Regions from separate parts of the Mus musculus genome. Here region 1 is linked to region 2. A link is a contact called in public Hi-C data. All regions are on one chromosome and are shown on one strand. Each heading gives the region's core, a stretch centred on a gene start, on an enhancer-like site or on the middle of the called end of the contact. The rest is flanking DNA. Distances are from core to core; before and after follow the strand shown. Region 1 has its middle 140 kb from the start of Gm12159. Region 2 holds the start of 4930597A21Rik (RIKEN cDNA 4930597A21 gene).

Evidence for each region. Hi-C and Micro-C count contacts between places; a contact is called where the count stands out from the background.
Region 1: a contact with region 2 is called in a Hi-C map of B cells, with 4 times the contacts expected there. The contact joins the enhancer-like site here to the promoter of 4930597A21Rik in region 2. A contact is called at or near these places in 1 of 39 promoter capture datasets (the SN4741 cell line) and 2 of 484 Hi-C or Micro-C datasets (B cells and embryonic stem cells).

What each region holds. Positions count from the first base shown.
Region 1 is chr11:45,259,195-45,261,894 of GRCm38.p6, forward strand. No RefSeq gene overlaps it. Among named protein-coding and RNA genes, the nearest start is that of Gm12159, 140 kb to the left of the region's middle. Within about 2 kb of position 1,342, at least 4 of the 459 cell types and tissues checked have an H3K27ac peak or open chromatin away from gene starts, as enhancers often do. A contact at or near this core is called in B cells, where this site is marked.
Region 2 is chr11:44,584,967-44,587,666 of GRCm38.p6, forward strand. It overlaps 4930597A21Rik (RIKEN cDNA 4930597A21 gene), which reads left to right and starts at 1,351. Exons shown (of 4, transcript NR_126460.1): 1 at 1,351-1,384; 2 at 2,336-2,511.

The DNA of each region.
Region 1 (2,700 bases), core at 92-2,591, 670 kb after region 2:
CAGCTGCCTCTCCTCATTCCTGTGGCTTGCAGCGACCATTAGAGTAAAAGCCAAACCTGAAAGTATGCTTTGGCTGATCCTGGTCCCCTATCCCTTTCCTCTCCTAGGCACAGGTTCAGCTTTTCCCTTCAATCTCTGCTCAATTCCCCTTTACCTATGGTCCCTGATGATCCAGTCTGAAACTGTACTCTGTCTCTGACCTTTTGAATCTGGCTTCCTTTTCCTTCCCAGGACTTGGAACCTTCTGGCACATGGTATATCTGCTAGTTATCTGTTTTATTTTCCCCATCAGAATGCGATGTGCAAGTGTGCAGACTCATGCCTCCATGGGTAACTCACATCTAAAATCCATCATCTACTCAGAGAGAAGTTGATGCTATGCTAGCCTAATGGATGAGCACATGGTTCTGTAAGATCGAGGTTGTTCCTCATACATGTAGGATATCTATAAAAAGAGATGGAGAGAGCTGAGATACTCTGATCTATAAAATACTTGCTGTGCAAGCATAAGTACCAGTATTCACATCCCCAGTACTCATGTAGAAATCTGGGCTTGGCAGCATCAGTCAATAATCTCAGCACTGAGAAGGCAGAGACAGAATGGTCTCCAGAGCTTACTGTGTCCAGAGAACCTAGCCAAATCATTGAGCTCTGGGTTCAATAAGAGACCATGTCTCAAAACATACGTAGGCATGTGATTAAAGAAGACACTTGGTATTAATCTCTAACTTCCACACACCCCATAGATGGATGTGCATACACAGACACACATGAACCTGTACACTCATATATGCCACGTGGAGACAGACAAGAACCTCAAATGTACTCAGTCTCTAGAACCCCAGCTTAAACCTAATATCCTGCACCCCAACTCCTCTTAGTCTTTCATTCAATCATTTATCAACAATGTTCATCAGTTTGCTAATAATGTATATGGATTCTAAATAAACTAGGGGAAAGACTAGGGAATGGGGTTGAGGGTGACTTCCATCAGATGACTGAAAGCCAAACAGAAAACGGAAATAGTCACGACAGCAGCAAGCATCCAGCCTTCCAGAGTTGTATACTGAGGAGCATACTGTCTGAGGCATAATCTGTTATATGTCTGTCCTCTTTTCAGAAGTCAACAAAATAATATCCTCCCTTTAAGAAGAAATTAACAATTACCTGTAAATATGATACAGAACTTATTACACACACACACACACACACACACACAGAGAGAGAGAGAGAGAGAGAGAGAGAGAGAGAGAGAGAGAGAGAACCCTGGGTAGCCTGTGTCCTCAGTCTCACAGCCAAGAACCTCATGATTACTGACTGGCTCAAATACAGGAAATGTGGAAATGCTGTCTACTGCACTGCTATGCTACCCTATGGCCAAAATGAAAGCTCCACTTCCCTACCTCCTGTGTATGCTCACATTAGTACGTGCTTGTGTAGACTCGTGGAATTCTCACAAGTATCTTGCAGTAGACACTTAACCTCCCATCTTGAGAGTGAGAGAGATTCAGAGAACTTGCTTTAAGTAGCTCAGGTGCTAAGAGGCCATCCTGAGATTCAGAGCCAAGGGTTAAATGCTCCCAGAACAAATCTTTCTTCTAGAGTCTTCTAATCCTGCTCCACAGAGATATGGTCATTGTCAACATTGTTCAGTGTCCCCTGCTGTTTCCCGGCTCCTGGATTTAGTAAATTTTGCTCATAGAAGAATGCTTATAATCTCTACATTCTGATGATGTATTATTATGTAGCCTTACAGAAAAGCCAGCTATACAGTTAAAAACAAACCAAGCCAGAGGAGGTGATTCAGTGAGTAAGATACTTGCTGCTGTGCAAGCAGAATATTAAGTTTGAAGTCTCAGAGCCCATGTAAAACTCTGGTGTCATAGCACATACTGGCATTCCCAGTGCTATGGCAAGGTGGAAGGTGGGAGGCAGAGACTAGGGAATGCCTGTAGGTGCACATAGCCTGGAACAACAAACAGACCCTGCCTCAAACAAGGCAGGAGGTGAAGGCAAACATCCAAGACCTGCATGTGTGTGCTATGACATGTAACTGACCACACTTACACAGAAAAATGCACACACACACACACACACACAGAGAGAGAGGGGGGGGGGAAAGAGAGAGAAACAGAGACAGAGAGAGAAACAGAGACAGAGAGACTGAGAGAAAGATAATACATACATACAAACAGGATTGGAAGGAGGTTATGGCAAGTGATTAGTGGTTAATACTGGCCTCTCCCTCACTTTGCTGGCTCCTCTGGTGGCTGGATAGGGAATGAAGAAGTCTTTCTCTTGAAGACTCCATCACTGACTTTCTAGGTGACCTGGGCAAATCATTTAATGTCACACACTTCCCTTGCTTTATCGGTAAGATGAGGCCGAAATAATACTCAGCTGCCCCACACGGGGACAAAGATTCATATAAAAGTCAGCCTCCTAAGATGAAGCGACACAGACAGGAACATGGGGGTTTTTATTACTACAGGCAGAAGTTCATGGAGGGAAATGAAAAAGGGGAGGGCCTCTAAATTTTCTGTGACAGGATTCAGCTGCCCTCGACCATCACTGCCAGGCAAAATTTTGTACTTTATCTACTTCCCCCTAAGAGAGAATAATCGGAGGGCTCAACCTGCAGTGTCTCCTCCATCCAGGCTCAGTGTTTGTTTCCCAGCATGCTCATGGAGGGATAGAAGT
Region 2 (2,700 bases), core at 101-2,600:
AGAGAGGCCCATTGGACACGCAGACTTTGTGTGCCCCGGTACAGGGGAACGCCAGGGCCAAAGGGGGGGAGTGGGTGGGTAGGGGAGTGGGGGTGGGTGGGTAAGGGGGACTTTTGTTATAGCATTGGAAATGTAAATGAGCTAAATACCTAATAAAAAATGGAAAAAAAAAAAAAACCCCAGTGCCAATAGACAACTTCCCAATTGAAACTCCATTTTCTTTCTTTCTTTCTTTCTTTCTTTCTTTCTTTCTTTCTTTCTTTCTTTCTTTCTTTCTTTCTTTCTTCCTTCCTTCCTTCCTTCCTTCCTTCCTTTCTCTCTCTCTCTCTCTCTCTCTCTTATTTTCTCTCTCTCTCTCTTTCTTTCTTTCCCTTTTTTCTTTTTTTCTTTCTTTTTTTTGGATAGGCAGGGTTATATTTCAGGACATTTCTCTGGTTCACACTACACTTCCTTTATTCAAAATTAAGCGTGATAGTTGGGGTTAAGGCAAGGGCTCGGCCTGGATACAGGTTGTGTAAAGGTTCAGAGGGCTCGCTTTGTGGCTCAGAGGCAGAGCAATAGCCTCACATGCATGGCACCCTAGTCCAATCTCCACTGCAGCAAATTAGGAAGCTTTAGATATACTCTGTAATTAATGTAGAACTGTAATCTACGTCTGACACTTCAGATACAGATGATGTCATCTATACCTGAGTCAGCTCATGAAATCTAAGACTCTGGATGATGTAAGAATTAATTAATAAAAAATGGGAGTATAGGGAAGGTTCCCTTTTTATGTTAAAATCCTAATGAGTAAAATTAGAGTAAAAAATGACAGCATTAGGTTACTATTTTGCAACTGTTACTTCATTGAGGTTTCAAGCAAAAACATCAGCTTTGCAAACTCGAACATTGTTACTCCATGAATCCCTTATTAATTAGAAGAGAATTCACAGCAGCTTTCTAAGATGGAATCTTGGTGGTCAGGACCACTGTAACCAAACACTCAATATAACCAGTGCCATGACAAGCCTTTGTCATGTGCCTTTTGCTATGATTTGAATATATATATATATATATATATATATATATATATATATATTCTTCAGCATATAATCCTATATGTGGGATTACTGTTCAAGTATATCTCATAACCATAGCAGACAAACTCAAACTAGGGAACAGTGTACAAAAGAATATTTCTGCTTTCATGGTAAGCCTGATTAAATCAAAGGTCTTCTAGACAGGTGCACTACCAAAGATTACCACTAGATGTCACCATGGTCCTGCAGTTTGTTCAGTTTTCCAACTGCCTTTGTGGGTGCATCCGTTGTTCTTGGATTCTTAAAGCAGATACATTTAAGCAATTCTAACACACACAGACTTGGAAAGACCTACAAATTAAGTAAGGTTAGAGGTAATGGAGGTGGAGAACGAAGTTTTAGATTAAGTTTGTGTCTACCATTTCATACTGTGGACTGGGTGATTCCTGCTGACCCCCAGGCCCTGGTTTCCTTATGTGTAAAATGATTAGGGTAAGCTTTAAGGTAGGGATTAGGGTAGCCTTTAAGCTGATATTTTCTGATTGAAAGTGTTTCAGTGTTCTTACGAGAAATTTTTCTCTGGACCACTCTGGACCCATTACTGTTTACTCTGTCAGCCTGCCCCTCCCTCTGCCCCACACCCCCTTATTTTTTTTTAAATTAGATATTTTCTTTATTTAAATTTCAAATGTTATCCCCTTTCCTGGTTTCCTCTCCCAAAACATCCTCTCCCCCTCCCCCCTCCCCCTGCTCACCAACCCACCCACTCCTGCTTCCTGGCCCTGGCATTCCCCTATACTGGGGCATAGAGCCTTTACAGGACCAAGGGCCTATCCTCCCATTGATGACCGACCAGGCCATCCTCTGCTACATATGCAACTAGGGCCATGAGTCCCACCATGTGTTTTCTTTGATTGGTGGTTTAATCCCAGGGAGCTCTGGGGGTACTGGTTAATTCATATTGTTGCTCCTTCTATGAGGCTGCAAAACACTTCAGCTCCTTGGGTACTTTCTCAAGCTCCTTCATTGAGGACCCTGTGCTCCGTCCAATGGATGACTGTGAGCATCCACTTCTGTATTTGTCAGGCACTGGCAAAGCCTCACAGCAGACAGCTATATCAGGCTCCTATCAGCAAGCTCTTGTTGGCTTCCACAATAGTGTCTGGGTTTGGTGATTGTATATGGGATGGACCTCCAGGCCCACACCCCCTTATTTATCTCATTTGTGTTTATCTCTGTTTATGTAAATGGAAGTAAAGAGATCTCAATAATGTTACAATCACAAATGTAAACCTTTTCCCTTGCATAAGTAGAAGGTACCCAGAGGGAATAACTTAGAGACTGTAGATATGATCCAGTGGATCAGCCAGGCAAGAGGACTGGCTGCCAGTAATTCCAGAACCCGGGACGTAAAGATCCCCTTGGCAAGTTGGCTAGTGAGACTAGCCAGAATTGGAGACCTTTAGGGTTAAAGAGAGACCCTGCCTCCGTAAGTAAGGGGGGATTGATTGAAGAAGACATTTGCCTTCAACTCTGGACTACCACATTCATGCGCACACACATGCACACATGCACCACCATACATGTGCAGCCACACATATGTGACCATGAAAATATAAACACATACTGGCTCCACACATATGTATAAATACACACCCCTCCATATATATATTAGAGT